5 separate regions of the Mus musculus genome follow, and regions 1, 2, 3 and 4 are each linked to region 5. Evidence: chromatin contacts called from public Hi-C and promoter capture Hi-C data. All regions are on one chromosome and are shown on one strand. Each heading gives the region's core, a stretch centred on a gene start, on an enhancer-like site or on the middle of the called end of the contact. The rest is flanking DNA. Distances are from core to core; before and after follow the strand shown. Region 1 has its middle 49 kb from the start of Gm34589. Region 2 has its middle 72 kb from the start of Gm34589. Region 3 has its middle 57 kb from the start of Mir5130. Region 4 has its middle 12 kb from the start of Gm41234. Region 5 holds the start of Uchl3 (ubiquitin carboxyl-terminal esterase L3 (ubiquitin thiolesterase)).

Region 1 (3,160 bases), core at 123-2,622, 1.2 Mb before region 5:
AGTTTCCCCAAACTAGTGATTTTTCTAGACATTAGTGGTTGTATCTATTTGTGGAGTTCAATTTAAGACATCAGTTTATCATAACTGAGAAAAAAATAGCAGAAGGCTCAAAGGAAAACCATGGGAACCATAAAAAACCAGGCAAGTGAAATGAGAGCATGTACCCTGGAGAGGCAGGCCTGAGCGGTGCTTGCTGTTTTGAGATAGTCTCACTGGGCCTGGAATTTGCAGTGATTCCCTCTGCTTTAGTCTCCCAGTTCAGGGGTTACAAGTACGGAGCCACCACCACCACCACCACCACCACCACCACCACGCTTAGCTGCGGGTAATGTTTATACTTCCCCTCCCCCAGCATTTTCCTTAGGGCAGCTTTTCAATTGTGAAAACCTGGACGTTGGTCAACTGGTGTATGAGCAATTGAGTTTTCTAGCTTAACAAAGGCCAGTTCCTTACAGAGCACTTTCTACAGAGACACATGGGTGTGAACTTCAGGACAGCCACTTAGTAGGCACGCTCTACATTTAACGAACATTCTTATGGTGAGATTCAATTCACTGTTAGTTTCAACATAAGCTTCATGCTGATAGCAAAGATCATTAAACTTTAAAACACGTTTCCAAGGAACACTGTGCCATCTTCACTCAAGAACATCTTTTAAATTGGATAGCTAATTATCTATTTAGTCTGAAAGCAGAGGAACGGTTCGGAGTACTCTCTGTGAAAGCATCCTCCCGTTCTTGATTTCACTTTTGTGCTGTCTGTCGTCAAGTGCTTGCAAATCACCAAGTCCACAGCTCAGGAGTAAAGAAAAAAAAAAAGGTACGTAACACGAAGAGCTGGAAATGAACTTCTCATTTGAAATCTCAGTCTTGCTCTACGAACGAAGCATAAGTTAGACGTCATTCCACACCCCGATAAAGCATCACCAGGTCTACTTCTAGCATACCCAGTGTGCACTGCGCTCTGATCGTCACTGTTGGGAGATGGATTCCAAGGACAAGAGGATGGAACAAACTTTGGCTTTTCTTTGAAAAGCATTGACAAGGGAGATAGTCTGTGCTGGAACAAACAGTGCTAACAGGAATTAATAGTTTTCAGTTGTGATATGATAGCATTTATACCGTTAGAGAAACTTTCTGTTCCTTGTTTCTTTCTGGCTGACGAGCACCATAGAAGAGTATCCCAGTTCCTTCACTTGCCTTCTCCTACCAGGCCCGTTCGCTTCTCTCTTAATCTCAGAGGATGTTTGAGGATATTTAGGTGGTGTGGACCTTACACCTGCCTCCCCGTGTTGACTACTTGCCTTTTCTAGGCAAGACCCTCAAAGCTGGGTTAGGCCTGAGTTCCCTCTCCAGCCTTCTCTTTGTCTATTCTGATTAGCATAACCCCGCCTCCTTCCTCACACAGGAAGAGTGCAGAGCATGCCAAGGAGAATGAGTTCCAACAGATGCTTTCCGTTTTTTTTTTTTTACTGAATGCTGTAATAGGAAATACAAAGGCTGAAATTGCTGCAGCCCTTTTGCTACTGGGGAGAAGAGGCCAGATCCCATGAAGATGAAGCTAATGAACTTTGTGTTTTGTAGAGTCCTCTTTCAAAGCATGGATTACCTATTGAGTGAACCTTCTGGGTAGTATAAACGTAAGCCAGCCAGCTTGTATTAGATCCATAGCACAACAGCAATTAACAAATGGAAAAATCGTTCCTCCTTCCCAAGCTCACTGTAATGCTTTGTTGGACATGAGATCTATGATTAATTGAATTTTATTCCACGAAGTGTTTTTCCTACTGCCTTTATGTATAAGAGATCTCTGCAAAATCTTCACTGAATTTTTCACTCTCCACAATTTTTCTTTTTTTTTGCCAGTTAGCCATAAGGTTATGTAATCGCACAGGAGTGGAGCCTGAATTCTGCATATTTAGGATGCCCAAAGTACTCGGGTTCTTTCTCCTTGGACTCTCGTTCCTGCCTGGCAATCATTTGCTGGCCTTTCAGAATAATCAGGGAGAATTATGGTATTGGTTCGTAAGGTAGGGCTCATAGGCTGGATGCATTTTTTGAATGGCAAGACACACTGCGGCATCACTAGAACTGGTCAAGAGTCTGAACAAACATACTCCATTTTCCTGGAGGTCAAAAACTAAATAGCCATTCCCACCCTGCACTTGGTGGACACTATCTCTTCCTCTAGAATGCAGGGCTATTAGCTTATTATGTTGAAAACTGCAATATTAGCAGAGATGGAGAATACTGATTAGAATCAGTTCTGGGAGATATAAATAATGGATTTTCATTTGAAAAGCAACTTTCAGTTTTAGTGAGAAATTTGTCAAGTTTTTCATTAAATTTGACAGAATAAAGACATCTGATATTTATAGATAGTCTTGTAGTGCCTTGCAAGAGACAGATAGGAACACTATGAAGCTATGTGCATCTAGAACAAAAGGGGTTTAAATCATCGGTTCCTGTGGGTGGAGAAGTCGGGTGGAGGGGTTTACGAGTGAAGGGAACTTCCTTTTTTCTTTTTCTGTATGTTCAACTGTCTGGTTTTAATTTCCTTTGCAATAAACTCATGAGTTATTTGTATCATCTTTATTTTTTTATGTTGGGTTTTTAATTAGTTCTTTCTTCAAGAGTTTCTTTCTTTCTTTCTTTTTTTTTTTTCTTTTTTTTCTTTTGGTTTTTCGAGACAGGGTTTCTCTATATAGCCCTGGCTGTCCTGGAACTCACTTTGCAGACCAGGCTGGCCTCGAACTCAGAAATCTGCCTGCCTCTGCCTCCCGAGTGCTGGGATTAAAGGCGTGTGCCACCACACCCAGCATCTTCAAGGATTTCATACAATGAGCTTTGATCTCTCTCTTCTTCTACTGTTCCCACCCTATGCCTACACCATGTCTACATCATGCCCGTGCCATGTCTACCCCATGCCTATGCCACTCCCAGGCCATGCCAACCTCATGTATACCCCATGTCTACATTGTTTTCCATTCCTCCCATTCTTGTATACTTTTCTCACATCTAGTCCAAAATATTTGTGGATTTGAGTCCTTCCACTGAGATGTGGTTGGCTTATCTGGATCTACACTCTTAGAGAAACGGAGCCTCCTTTTCTCAGCAGCTAGCCATTGTAATAGCTCCTCTGCTAGGGGTGGAACTTCCAG
Region 2 (3,264 bases), core at 367-2,866, 1.3 Mb before region 5:
ACAAGATAAAGATGTAAACTTCTGGGATTATCATCCAAGCAGGCTCTGTGCTACACACTTATGTTTATAGGTATTACATAAGTAGGTATCAAGCTGATACCAGCTAGTCTAGGTTGCTCATTACGAACTAGATCCATGACTGGACCATGAAGAGAACCTCTAAGAATCATAAAGAAAAGGAGGCAGTTCACCTTTCTTCGGTTAGTATTTTAGGCAAATAGTGATAATGATAATAGTTTCACTTTGGTGACTTTGGCTCTCTATGATTAAGGAGAACGTAAAGTGGGCAGTGGTACTGGAATTTCTGTTTTTTGTTTGTTTTTGATTTTGCTTTCAGGGAAGGAGAGACGAGGGCGTCAAATGAGCTCTGTACAGCGTTGAGCACAGCCGTCCTCTGGATGCTGAAAACAACAGCATAATGTAAAGACACCAGACCCAGGACCATACTGGACCCGAGTCATAGCTCTGTGACCAGATACAAGGTCTGGACCAAAACATACAGCCAGACATCCCAGTCTGCACCATCCTGTTTGCTGGCAGTAATAACCCCTAGGTAATTACCCCTAAGTGCTAGGGGTGTTAGTCCATTTTGTGCCCCAAAGATAACCAACTTATAAAGCAAAATGGGGCAGTGGAGGTGGGGGAGGTCAGGGGACTTAGTTCCATAGGTGGTGAACCTGCCTTGCATGTGTGAAGCCGTGCTTGATCCCTAGGTCTACAGAGACCCAGCATGATGACCCAGTTCTGTGATCTCCACATAAGGAGAACACGTGGCAAAGACCATCCTCCATCACACAGCAGGTTTAAAGCCAGCCTGGGAAACATGGGATCCCGTCTGGAAAACGAAAAGAGCTAAGCTTGTTTCTGTTCCCAGTTTTTCACATTCCCATTGCTTGGGTTTTGTGGTAAGGCAGTACGTCTTGGGACAACAACAGCCAAGTAAATTGGCTGATTTCATGAACTGGAACCAAAGAAGTGGAGGAGGGAGCCGGCAAGAGGAGAGAGAGTAGAAGAGGAAGAAGGAAAAGAGAAAGAGGAAGAGACTCTCTCACTTCCTCTTATACTTCTTAAGACACACCCCAGTGACCTAGGGACCCACCAACCAAACTCCCTCCTTTAAAGGGTCTACTGCCTCTAATAGCATCCTGGGGTCTTTGAGGGACATGAAGATCCACATTATAGCTCTGAGTAGGTGCCAGAAAATCATCCTTTTCTCTGTACATTGGAAGGAACAAGGCAGTTTAAGAGGTGGGAGAACCTTCATGAGACATTTTAGAGGCAGGAAATTCCCTATGAATATGCATTCTCTAAAGGCAGTGTGGCCCCAAGTGCAAATCTAGTTCTGTCCTACAAATTGATACATAATCTGAAGAAGCTCTAAAAAGCATTAAAAAGAAAAAAGTCCTATTAAAACCCATCTCAAACTAGTGTGGATTGTGTCTGTCATCAGCATAGAAATCTCTCTTGCATCTTTGACCAATGGCCACGAGGGTGTCATGGTGGGCTTGGGGTTGTTTGCAGATTTTGCAACCTTGAAGCATTCAGCGCTCTGCATGTGGGTTCCCAATGCTGGACCACAGTTTCCCTTTTGTGAGTTTCCCTGTGGTTGCACTGCAGCAACAGGCTGTGTGAGCTACAAAAAGACAGAGCTATCTAAAAGGTCCTCTCCTCTGTACCGAGAGAGGGAGTTGAGCTTTGTCCCCACTCCAGATCGTTTGTAGGCACCTGTGCAAAGACAGTTTTCTTGGGTGTAGCAGGCCAGATGCCTCGAGAGACCTGTGGTTAGAACAGATAGTCTCATAGTTCCTGTTTAGAGAAGCCTTAGGCTAGACACTCTCCAACTTTTCCATGATTTGATATTTCCTTTTCCTCATTCGTCTTTGTAAAAGATGGGGTGAGGAGTTGAAGTAGAGAGTTTTTAGGAGATGTGGATTCTAGCCTGGCTCTGCCCAGTTTAATGCTGAGCCCCCTGATACTCTCTCCATAAGAATGTTTTCATCATGGAAGGTGGCCAGAGACCCCTCTATGTTTGATTACTCTCATTTTCATTAGTAGACCACATAGAACCTTGCTCAGTGGTCTGACAAGATCCCCCACCCAAAGGCTGCCGCTCCCCATGGTGAGCCAGTACTTCAGTGCACATGCCCAGGGTCCTATGTGTTTGCTGCCCAGCCTGGCACAGGGGTTTCCTGTTTGTGTCACCATTTTCAGTACAAGAGCAGAGGGTGCAGGGAGCACATTGCTCAGGAAGGAAGTGAGAGGACAGTGTGGCAGGAACTGGGACAGGTTTTTTTTTGTTGTTGTTGTTTGTTTGTTTGTTTTTTCAGAGGATGAGCAAGAGGGTCAGAGTATCAAAATATTTCCATTTGCTTGTCAGAAAAAACAGACTGGGCTGCTGTGTGACAGATAGCAAGCACCAGTCCTTCAGTAGAAATCACTCAGTACAGAGTGTGACATGGTGGTGCACCAGCTGCTGGCCTTCCTGCTTGGACAGGCACACTGCTCACGTGCATGTCTCTTTGTGCTTTGGGAAAGCAGAATTTATATGAAACCTACAATTTCACACATAGGCGTTTGTCCCCACAGCCCAGCTTCCCACAACAAAATTCATGCCCGGTGTGGGGATCAGCAGCTCAAATTCAAGATGTGCCTATACAGGGGAACTGAAGTGATGGGCCAAGCAGTTTGATATAAAAATACCCCAGGCGCCTGAGAATGGGAGAAATAGTCTTTTCCAGGGAAGAGCCCACCAACTGACCATTCAATAACAAATGGTCATCCTGGAAAACATGGGTACAGATTATGATATACAGACCAAGCAGGTTGTTATTTGTTACATACATACATACATACATACATACATACATAAAATATGCACACACATACACATATTCACACATATTTAACAATTAATGTAAAAAGAAGTCATGAGTTTGAAAGAAAGGAAGAAGGAATTTATGGGAGGGGCCTAGAGAAAGGAAAGGGGAAAGGAAATGATGGGATTATAGTTTCAAAAAAGAAATGATATAAAAACACTGATTATGGCATCTTCATAATCTAGACATTTCAGACACATGTCTTGGTTTCTTAAATATAAGCATATTTAAAACAAGGAGATTTTGTGACCCATAACATCCCTGGCCTTGTGCAGATGGGCTAAGTTCTTTTTCTTCAATGAGTTCTTAGATATGACTGCTGTTTTGATTTGCATTTCCCTGATGATTAAGGATGTTGAACATTTTTTTCAGGTGCTTCTCAGCCATT
Region 3 (3,550 bases), core at 330-2,829, 1.3 Mb before region 5:
TTGTCTAGCTTTTATCTTTGACGTTTATTTTCTCTAGTGACTGTAGTCTAGATCTGTTTATGCAGTATGTTATTCTGCAACTCAGTGAGAAACAAATTGTAAGTTTTAATACCAGTGAAGCTTAGAGGTTGTAAATTTTTTTACTAGTGTCTAGGCTCAGACTTAAAAGTTTTATGTGTTATATAGTTTGCCATCAGAGATTTAAGTCAGCCAAACACCAACTGTTTATTGAATCTATTATGTGAGAAATGCCACAACAGGAAGAAAGGCAGGTAAGGGATGGATTGGTGTAGGGGGTGAGGAGGGTGGGATGGATGACCAGGGAGCAGTATCTCCCTGAACGGCTATGGGCAAATAAAATTAAGTAACAAAACACAAGTTGCCTTCACTTGGGTAAACATGTGGGTAAATGATAGACATTAGAGGCATGTAGGACCACGGAAATGGGAGCTGCGGAGAGAGCAGGGTCTAATTTTAAGAAATGGGCAGAGAGGAAGTGGGTGGGTTTTGTAGATGATTGGCATAGAGGGGGGAGATTCTGGCACTGGAAACCTAGTGTTTCCATGGCCAGTTTCTATGGCAGGATATTTATGATGGGTAGAACCACTCAGGGAAAGTCTTAGCGGGTATGCTGGCTTTCAGAGGGCAGGCAGGTTTCCTGGGTGCTTTGCTTTCTTGCCTTCTCGTTAAACTTCAGCTGGTGACTCACTAGGATGGTTTTAATATTGAGCTGCCAGTGCCTAGACCTCACGTCTTCAGGGTGAAATGAAGGACTAGGAAAAACAAAACTGTGCAGGTTTAATTGAAAAAAAAAAGCAAATGATATTCTTACTATATAACTGGCAGTTTTGGGGTTCTACTTCGGGGTATTTTGGGGTAGTACTTTGGAGGCATGGAAGAACTGTAATTTCTGAAGAAGCACAGTATTCAACCGGGGGCGGGGTGGTGGTCACACGAACACAGTCCATATGCAAAGGCATTGGTGTAGTTTCATGGAGCCTTCCTGGAAGATTAAAAATTAGTTAGGTTTGCTTTTGTGAAATTTCATTACGAAATGTATCTTAGTGAAGACTGGAAAACATAACGAAAACCTAAATAAATTACTCACTTAAAATAAATGGTATGTGGCTGCTGAGGCACTGCTAGGTGAAGAATTAACTTTTGCACAGTGGGTGGGGTCTCATCACTGAGTATTGCTTAGGTTCGCTTAGGGATTCGAAACCTAGAGAGGTCCTTTGGGCCAGATTTATAGCTTTAAGACGTGTTGCTTTCCACTAGAAAATAAATCACAATCCCGGGGCCGGGTATTTGGGGAGGGGGGGCTTAATAGCTTCATAAGGCTTTCAGAAGCTTCAAATATTTGCCCAAGACTGAACTCTGTTGGGACTTTAGTACTAGCTAGCACTGGGGGTTGACTAGTGGTCTCTGAACTTGGTAGCCTGGGGTATAAGATGGTCTAGGATTGACATGGAAAGGCTTCGGATCAGTGGGGTGATGTCAGAGGTGCACTGAGACTGGGAGTGCTGTAACTAGGGAAGCAGGCAAGGTAACCAGAGACAAGCTGTGGGAACCGTTGCTAGGGAGAGACAACAGCATCCTGCCAGATGGTGCCTGACATCTTCATGGCACTGAACTGCTTTTAACAGTCTGGGCTGTTTGGTTTTTTGCTGCCATGGGCTTACAATGGCCATCCCAGGAAGTTCAGAGTCCAGAGTCCTTTGGCACAGACCATGTTTGTGGCTGCTGAAGAGGAGGTTTTGGACAGCCAGAAATCAACAGAAAGATGGGACCTGGAAACAGACAGCAAAGAGAAACAAGCAAGCATGAGAAGGATGAAGACAAGGGAGACACCACACAGTGCACACACTGTCTCGTCTTCCAGGGGATGCTGGAGCCAAGGCCACATCCCCAGCTATGCCAGCATATGCAGCCACTTATCGAATAGATCCTGGTACCCAGACCCTCTCTGTGTGCTTGTCTCGATATGAGAAGATGGTGACGGCCCCCTGTCAAAGGCATTTCTGAAGTTTTAATGAGCTTGCTATTAGAATCTGCTAAACAGAATGATTCTGATACTAACAAGTGCTTGAAACAGAACGCAGTAGATTTAGTTTTAGTACCAATCTCTCCTTTACACATAAAAAAATTATTCCTTACAAGAAATATTATATTTATAGAAAATATATTTTTTGAGGGTTTGTGACAACAAATATTGGAAAAGTTTCCCACCTCCCAGCACCAACACCTTTGAAAAGGACTTGAGTACCCAGCTTGAATTTCTGGCCACTCCCGCCTGGTGGTAATGATGATTACCTGGGCTCCATTAAAGGAAGAGGGACACAGTTGCTATGGAGCAGATTTAATGTATTGCTTCCCCTCCGGGTTCCAAAGACTAACACACAAACAAGCTGAGAGATAAAGAAAAGCACTTTCCAGGCTCTGGAAGTCAGACAAACATAAATTACGATCTGTTTCAGTCTGAGGCTGAAGTAGGCCCACAGGAGACCATTCTTCTCCTTGGCAGGGTCTGTTCTCTGCTTTTCTCTGAACCCCTCTCAGGTGGAACCCTAGAACTGACATCTTAGAGGACAAACAAATATGTCAAACATTGACTTGGTGGGATGATAGCAGCCAGAAGCTGGGGTGCAGCTGCTCACCCCATTTTCTGATTCTTTTTCCCATGATGCTTAGGGCTCTGAGGGTTAGACAAGACCAAAAGCACAGGGTCCCTAGGGTCTAGGAATGCAACAATCAGTCTTTGGTGTGAGAGGCTAGCACTAACTTAAAAAAAATGTTTGGGGAGGGACCTGTCAAATCAGGCCTTCAGCTTTTCTAGTCGACATCAGCGATAAGCTTGCTTGGTGGCTTTGAGTTGAGAGACTTTGCCTGCTTTAATTTTTATTTTAGAAAGCTTACCCACTCTGGGGGGTGGGGAGCCACCCTTTAGCAGGATGTTGCAGAGGTTCAGAAAAATGACTTTTAGAGAAGTGAGTCCTCCCACGCAGAACCAGGGTGAGCCAGGCGTTGTTTGGGGCTATCTGGTGTCACTACTTTCTCTTCTACTTTTATTAAAACACCCCCAACACTCCCTTCATTGAAACCCAGTCCCTGGGATGATATGAGAAGCACTGGCTCATGGGCTCACTCTCCAGGGAAGAATTTAAACAGTTAACCCCCTTAGTTTACCTACTAATTCCAGCTCTGACTGACGGGCCTCTCTTCTACTGACCCCCCAGTCCAAGGTGCTGAAAACTTCCCAGTGTACATTGTATAAACATCAGGGTCTTTGTTGTTGGTGGTGCCCCCTTCTTTCCCTTCTGATGCCAAACCTCTTTTCTTTCCACCAGATATTGTTGAAGAGGCCAGAAGTTCCCTGTTATCCTGTTATTATATCTAGTATTCCTCCCTGTAGCAACACAGAGATAGGGTCCCAAATGGAGTATATTTTTTCCTCTAGGATGTTTATAAACTCCTAAAGATGCATTTTTTTTGCTTGTTTTTCAAAAAGAATTGATAGCTTACATGACACTCTCGAAAGACTCCCTCTACA
Region 4 (3,273 bases), core at 362-2,861, 1.2 Mb before region 5:
CCCTTGAGTTGACCCACAGAATCAGGACCAGATGTATGCCTCTATTGCTGACTTCAAGAAGTCACGAGAGAGAAATAGTCTTGCCTTTTTCTGCTCTTCCCTAAGGAGGAATGTATATAAGGAGACTGTAGATAGCTCCGTATCCCAGAGAAGGCTGACTCCTGTCCTGTGAGTCCTGTTTGTTGCATAGTCCCTTTCTCTGCCTGTCTCACACATTTGTAAGAGGACCATTGCTTTTCTTCTCATATTTTCCCATGAGGTAAGCACAAACCTGGGACTGTCTCCGTAAGATGTCAAGGATCCAGTGGAATAAAATTTCTCCTTTCGAGCCCACCAACAGCTCACTTGGGAAGCTAACTTTGTCTTTCACAAAGCAGTTGGTCAGAGTGGACCCCCAGGTAGAGGTTCATAAGGGCAGGGAGACATGAACCATAATCACCGACTTAAATTCATTTCTCACATATTTTCCCCAGAATCTCCATGCTCTGGTTGGCCCACTTGCAAACAGTCAAAATGGCGGAGAAATTTTCCACTAAAATTTTATTCACTTTTTCAATCACTGAAGGGCCCTAACTTTGTTCATTTGGTAAAGTTCAAGAAATAAGTAGAAAAGACAGACAAAACCCACTCCCAAATAGAAGACAACAAATGGAAAAAAGAATACACACATGCAATGCGTGTGCGCGTGAGCGCACGCACACACACATACACACACTCATCACACACACAGAATACACAGAGAACATACACACAGAACACACACACAGAACATACACACACAGAACACACATACAGAACACACACACACAGAACACACAGAACACACACACACAGAACACACAGAACACACACACACAGAACACACACACACAGAACACACATACACAGAACACACACAGAACACACACACAGAGAATACAAACACACACAGAACACACATAGCACACACAGAAAACACACATATACACAAAACACACACAGAACACATACATACGCACACAAAACACATACACACAGAGAAAAAACACACACAGAGAAAAAACACACACATAGAGAAAAAACACACATACAGAGAAAAAACACACAGAGAACACACACACACACACACACACACACACACACACACACACACACACGTAGTTTGGGGGATAGCTCAGTTAGTAAAATGCTCCCATGCTTATCTTGCAGGCATGAGGACTTGCATCATTTTATCCAGAAACCTGACTAGCTCATTTCTGAAATAGTTGTTTTGTTTTGTTTTGTTTTGTTTTGTTTTGTTTTGTCTTTTTGGTGGGGTGAGGAAGCCCCAAATAATTTTGCTTGTCTTTCCTGTTAAAAAAAACAGAAGCTTGTCTCTAACATCTTCTCCTTTTCCAGTCTTATATTAATTTCTCATTTTTTGGTGTGACTGATCACTTATTGGTGTGTGTGTGTGTGTGTGTGTAGTGTGAAGGGTTGCTAGCAGAGACCCAAACAGAAAGGATAGTGCGACAGGCTTTAATTATTCCCTCAAGGTTTCCGGTGTTGAAAACTTTCTGCGTTCTCAGTTACTCTCTGACAGGGCACAATTTCCCTCTGTATTTTCGGTTTTCAGAGGCTAGGACAGCGAAGGTGAGCCACGTGACCACAGGCTGGCTGACCTCCACTCGTCGCCATTTCCTCTCCTCTCTACCCTCTGCTCCACTTCTGCTATTTCCTTTAGATAAGAAGCCGAATCATCCCACAGGAAGAGCAAGATGTCATGCTGTCTCCTGTAGCTCCCCAGCGCTCAGGAGCCTTGTGGCATTACATTGCGACCCTTCAGGAATAGTCTTTGCTTCTCCAACGGTCTGTCACCCGGCACAGAAGTCTGATTTTCAGTTGAGGGATTGAGTACAACCCAGACCACTTGTGGCAGGCCTCTTCATCTCTCTGGGATCTGAGGAGTTGTGCCCTCAGGGTGGCCACCTAACTCAGTTTAGACTGTACAGTGTTTTACTGCCAAGCCTTACACTGTGGTTTTGTGGCTGGGACAGTTTACATGTCAGAAGCGGGGGATTTTTCTGCTGATATTTTACATTTGTTTTGTGTGCTGGCTTTAGGACAGCAGGCTGAGCAAAACTGTTTTGCCTTTCTGCTCTATTCAGTGACAGCATGTTCTCAGGCACACTAATTCACACCGTAACATTAACTCTGGTGAGGCGTGGGTTACTTTAAAGGGTGGTCTCCCATCCAAGTGGGAACCGGAATGGACCCTGCTTAGCTTCCGAGATCAGACAAGAACTGATGCATTCAGGGTGGAAAAGGGATGTGGAGAGTGGCGCAGAAGGGGGCGCTGATGCTATAATTTCCAATGGTTAGAGGCTCTTGCCTTTTTCTAGGGCCTTAAGCTGAAATCTCAAAAGGGCATGAAGAAACAAGGAAGATTTTATCCTTCTCTTCATGTTTTAGCTCCCCGAAACCGCCAAACTGCCAAGGCTGAGGTTCAGACTGTAGCTGATGCACGCAAGCTCCTCATATATTATTTTGCGTTGCTGTTTGCACGCATCCATCAGGTGCGGTCATTCACCAAGAGAGGTGGCCACTGCATTGTTTGCTTAGAGCCGAACCACGGTCTCCTTGGAGCCAAAACTGGGCTTATTTCATTAGACCACCACCTTTTTCTTTCCATAGTCATTTGTGTTTCAGCTATAAATAATACAATCTATGTTTTAAAAATCACAATGTAACTTGAATTTCTAAAAATACTCAGGAGAAAATCATTTTCTGAAGGCTGGCCCTTCTGCCTTTATCTCTATGTTGTTATTAAAAATGATGATGAATTAACTGACAGGCATCCTCAAGATTGTCTATAGCGTTTCCTTTTCTGAGCAATGTAGGACAGGCTAAATAAGAACACATTTGGCATGATCTGAAGTCAACGCTGTCTGGAACATGGGGTTGTAGATAGCTGCTTAAAGTCTAAAAATTCTAATGATCTTGGGTACAGTCCCCTTTTCTGTAATTTTTTTTTTGTCAAAAAATTTTACCTCACTTAAAATATTCAGAAGATAATTCTATTGTGTTAATAATTTTTCTTTTAGGTTTGGTCTTTAGACATGCGACAGCTTAGTGTCAAGTTTATTGTGTTGCTTATTATAATACCCACCACAAACATTCATTTCATTTCACTGTGTATTATGACTCTTTTTTATAATCTATTTTTTGTTTCGTCATCTCTCATATATTACATCTCTAGCTGTTTTCCCTCCTCTCCTGCCAGTGTCCCCCCAACTCCCCTCTCCCCCAGATCCA
Region 5 (3,547 bases), core at 644-3,143:
AGGAACAGACAGATCAATGGAGCGAAAGCTATCACATATATAGTAAATTGCTATCGCTAAAGTGTAAAAATCACTTTGCTTTACAGCTCAAATACACACTTCTTCTTATGCACAGAAGTTGGAAATTCTTTGAGATTTTTCTCTTGACAAAATAAAATGCACTAGGGAAAGAGATGAGCAAATTTCAAAGTCAAGAACAAAAGGAATTTGGCCTCTTCCAGAAAGGGTGCTGTGAACAGCAAGGCAACGGGGAAGTGCTGGCTTTTAAACTTTACACAGTTCACCTTACTAAGAAGATAGGAACTGATGCTAACAAAAATATATAACAAACCCACATAAGCTACAGGGAGTCAGGCCAGTGAGTCAAGGCTCCTCCCACCAGCAAATACAGAAGACCTGTGTTTAATCCCAAGGACCCACCTGAGGGACTGAGAGAACTGAATCTAGAAAGTTGTCCTCTGACCTCCACCCGAAATCAATGAAACAATAAATGAAACAAAATAAATGAAAACACTTTCAAAAATTCCAAAAGACAAAGGATGTCACCTCTAACATAAAGCCTGTGTGTTTTATACAAAGAATTTGCTAAAATGCTTTTAAAAAAACCGTTAAAAATAACAATAATAATAATAATAATTGGAGGAAGGGAGCAGGTTTTTAGGCAGCATTTCAATTCAGGCTGGGCTGGAACTCAAAATCCTCTTTACCTCAGCCTCCCACACGCTGATACTGGCAGACATGTACCACGATGTCTGGTCTCAAAAAAGCATTTTTAAACGTTGATAATAGATCTTTATCCTTCGGTTATGAGAAGAAAGATGGAAGAAAAGGAAGAAAACTATATAACAAACTAAGAGAACTGTTAAAGGTGAACTAAATCTGAGAGCAGAAAAAAAGGCTAATTAATACATATCTGTGCAAATATATATATATATATATATGCATTCCACCACCTAATTTGGGGTCTGAAAGGCATCCCAAGCCCCAACCTTCAGTATCCAAAACAAACTCCCTTTTAAGAGTAGCAGGTGGCTACGCATTGCAGGACAACCATTAAACCGGGCTTTGTGTGGTACAGGAGGCAAGGACCAGGTCCACCTTCGAAAGACGGGGAGAGAAAGGGGGCGTGGCAGGGAAGAGAAGGACCTCGATGGGGCAAGAGATGACTGAAAGGTGATTTCATTGTACAGGAGGTGGATGGAATTACCAGAACTGGGTGGGCAAGTTTACAAAGCCGGGAGTCAGGAAGTGTTGGCAAATTAGTCACCTTAGAAGGGACAGGGTCAAGGAACAGGATGGAACCCGCAACGGCAAGGAGACGAACCAAGATGGGGAAAGGCACGGGGTGGGGATACCAGGCGAGGGGCTACCAAACCTCAGACCCCGGGTGCCCCAGGCAGCGCCGGCGACGCGGGGTCCGACGGAGGGACAGAGGACGCTCGCTGCACCGGCATCTCCCCGAGCCAGGTGGTGGCCCGAGAGGGGCGGAGCCGCCCACAGCCGCAGCCTGGGGCCGCCTGCCCGCCCGGGATGAGATCCCTGGATCCTTGGGGATGCAGAGGTGAAGGCCAGCGGGGAGGCTGGCGGGGAAGGCGGGAAGGACTCCGGGGTCCGGGGTGACAGGCACCGACCGCACTCACCTGGTTGGTGACCTGAAACGAGACACAGAAGAGGGTTTAGCGACGCGCGCATGCGGGCTGGCGCCGGCCTCCCGACCCGCTCAGGCCCTGGCTGCGGAACCCGGCCGCGCTCACCTCAGGGTTGGCCTCCAGCGGCAGCCAGCGTTGACCCTCCATGACTGCTCCGCCGGCCGCTCTCCAGCTCTGACAGCCGCCACCACCGCCGCAGCCGCCGCCGCCGCCGCTTCCGCCCCCGCGCGCTCCGGCCGGCACCATCCAAACGCCGCCCCGAGGGGGAAACCAACGAATGGACTTCCACGACCCCCAAGACGCTTGATCTCTCCCTACGGAGACTCAGCCCTGGAGTTACTAATGAAGTTAAAAGGCAAATTAAACTGATAAGCCTGAGCCATGTCCTAGTTCATGAGAAAAAGAAGCTTTGATCAACGGTGAACTCCCCTCACACTTGGACTCTCCCTTCCCCCGAGCGAGCTCCCGAGTTCTACGCATGCGCCACCGGGCCGCGTGCTCGCAGGCAACCTCACCTTCTTGCAATGCCAACCAGAAGCTCTAGGGGGCGCGTCATGGATTCCTACTCTGTGAGAGTGGGACCGGTTTGCTAGCCTTAAGGCAGCCAAGCCAGAGGGGTTGACTCCTTGGAATCATGGTCTTCCTGCTCCTTTGTGAGGATACTGGAATGATATGTTGGCCTTATCTGTTATTGCACTGCCCGAGATACAGGTAATAGGTAAATGGTGGATATAGGTGATAGGTAGATAGATACTCAGTTCTGCTTGAGAAACAATATGGAGCCACTACAAAGAGGAAATCAGGCAATGTACTGTTTGGTACAAACTGAAGGACTTTAAACAGCATTTTGAAATCCATTCGCCATCCCACTAAATTTCAGGATGACAAATGTAATGATTTTGTTTGTTTGTTTGTTTGTTTGTTTGTTTTTCAGGGTTTAACTCAATGGCTAGTACATAGGAGATTTCTCAAGGGCTATTTGAGAAATGGTAGAGCACTTGTCTAGCATGCTTGAGGCCCTGGGCCCAATCTCAGTGTCACAAAGGAGAGAGAAGTGGAATAATCATGTATGCAGAAATACCATCTGTCAGTTATGTGGGGAAATGCAAAAACAGGAAAGTTGACACAAGGTAACATTTATGAAGACAGAGAAGCAGAAGATATTTCAAGGAGCAATCCTTTTGATATGTAGGAACCAAGAGTCATGGCAGGACTCCAGAAATTTGATCTGATATATATTACTATTCTGTATCGAAGAGAAGGATTTCAGGGAAAGGTTAGTTAAGAAGTGAGAAAAATATTATTATGCTGAATTTGTCCTTCTTGGGAAATTTCCAACTCTCCCACGCATGCTCTGGCTATTATTTTTATAACCCGGTGACTCTTGTAATCCCTTGACTCCTCCCTATTTGTCTGATGGCTTGATGCCATATCTGTCCAACCTCATGACTTGGTAAATCTGGCAATGCTGGGCTCATGATCGGTTAGCTGCAGTTGCCTGATCTCTTGTGGTGCTTGCTATAGTCTCAGTCTCTACTGGGGCTGTTTGGGGTGCCAGGGGAATTTTCAGACAGCCGCTTTTCTCCAGACTCCTGCAGTTCTGCATTTTGTTTCTCCTCTTAGTGCTTGGCCAATACGCCACACAACATCCTTATCCCTCTATCACGAGAATTTCTTCCCTGTTAGACATACCATGTCTGCTTCCTCATAACTCAACAGCAAACCAAAATACAATCCTACTAAAGTTTACCTTGAGACACCAGTGAGAAAACCAGGCTTAGCTAACACACCGTGGAGAATGAATTGTTGGCAAAACGCATAGGAGACCCCAAAGCATCCACACTGGAAAGTCTTCACCAAACATGGATGGTAGCAATAATGTGTCTTTTGCCATAGAG

The links. Promoter capture Hi-C pulls out the DNA fragments that hold promoters and counts their contacts. A called contact is a pair of places that touch in the nucleus more often than the background predicts.
Region 1: a promoter capture Hi-C map of the HPC-7 cell line shows a contact between it and region 5, with 5 times the contacts expected there. The contact joins the enhancer-like site here to the promoter of Uchl3 in region 5. A contact is called at or near these places in 4 of 39 promoter capture datasets (the C10 cell line, the HPC-7 cell line, hippocampal neurons and 1 more) and 2 of 115 datasets of contacts at active chromatin or transcription factors (acute myeloid leukemia and large pre-B cells).
Region 2: a promoter capture Hi-C map of pre-B cells shows a contact between it and region 5, with 8 times the contacts expected there. The contact joins the enhancer-like site here to the promoter of Uchl3 in region 5. A contact is called at or near these places in 4 of 39 promoter capture datasets (the C10 cell line, hippocampal neurons, liver and 1 more), 1 of 484 Hi-C or Micro-C datasets (pre-B cells) and 2 of 115 datasets of contacts at active chromatin or transcription factors (large pre-B cells and pro-B cells).
Region 3: a promoter capture Hi-C map of hippocampal neurons shows a contact between it and region 5, with 3 times the contacts expected there. The contact joins the enhancer-like site here to the promoter of Uchl3 in region 5. A contact is called at or near these places in 6 of 39 promoter capture datasets (the C10 cell line, hippocampal neurons, liver and 2 more), 1 of 115 datasets of contacts at active chromatin or transcription factors (large pre-B cells) and 1 of 9 other capture datasets (pancreatic islet).
Region 4: a contact with region 5 is called in a Hi-C map of B cells, with 8 read pairs. The contact joins the enhancer-like site here to the promoter of Uchl3 in region 5. A contact is called at or near these places in 5 of 39 promoter capture datasets (the C10 cell line, the HPC-7 cell line, HPC-7-derived erythroid cells and 2 more), 2 of 484 Hi-C or Micro-C datasets (B cells and pre-B cells) and 2 of 115 datasets of contacts at active chromatin or transcription factors (acute myeloid leukemia and pro-B cells).

The regions. Positions count from the first base shown.
Region 1 is chr14:102,881,748-102,884,907 of GRCm38.p6, reverse strand. No RefSeq gene overlaps it. Among named protein-coding and RNA genes, the nearest start is that of Gm34589, 49 kb to the right of the region's middle. Within about 2 kb of position 1,372, at least 107 of the 459 cell types and tissues checked have an H3K27ac peak or open chromatin away from gene starts, as enhancers often do. A contact at or near this core is called in the HPC-7 cell line, hippocampal neurons and pre-B cells, where this site is marked.
Region 2 is chr14:102,905,448-102,908,711 of GRCm38.p6, reverse strand. No RefSeq gene overlaps it. Among named protein-coding and RNA genes, the nearest start is that of Gm34589, 72 kb to the right of the region's middle. Within about 2 kb of position 1,616, at least 118 of the 459 cell types and tissues checked have an H3K27ac peak or open chromatin away from gene starts, as enhancers often do. A contact at or near this core is called in liver, pre-B cells and pro-B cells, where this site is marked.
Region 3 is chr14:102,924,295-102,927,844 of GRCm38.p6, reverse strand. No RefSeq gene overlaps it. Among named protein-coding and RNA genes, the nearest start is that of Mir5130, 57 kb to the left of the region's middle. Within about 2 kb of position 1,579, at least 43 of the 459 cell types and tissues checked have an H3K27ac peak or open chromatin away from gene starts, as enhancers often do. A contact at or near this core is called in hippocampal neurons and pancreatic islet, where this site is marked.
Region 4 is chr14:102,805,104-102,808,376 of GRCm38.p6, reverse strand. No RefSeq gene overlaps it. Among named protein-coding and RNA genes, the nearest start is that of Gm41234, 12 kb to the right of the region's middle. Within about 2 kb of position 1,611, at least 172 of the 459 cell types and tissues checked have an H3K27ac peak or open chromatin away from gene starts, as enhancers often do. A contact at or near this core is called in B cells, the HPC-7 cell line, acute myeloid leukemia and 2 more, where this site is marked.
Region 5 is chr14:101,652,313-101,655,859 of GRCm38.p6, reverse strand. It overlaps Uchl3 (ubiquitin carboxyl-terminal esterase L3 (ubiquitin thiolesterase)), which reads right to left and starts at 1,893. Exons shown (of 9, transcript NM_016723.2): 1 at 1,755-1,893; 2 at 1,641-1,652. The coding sequence starts at 1,796.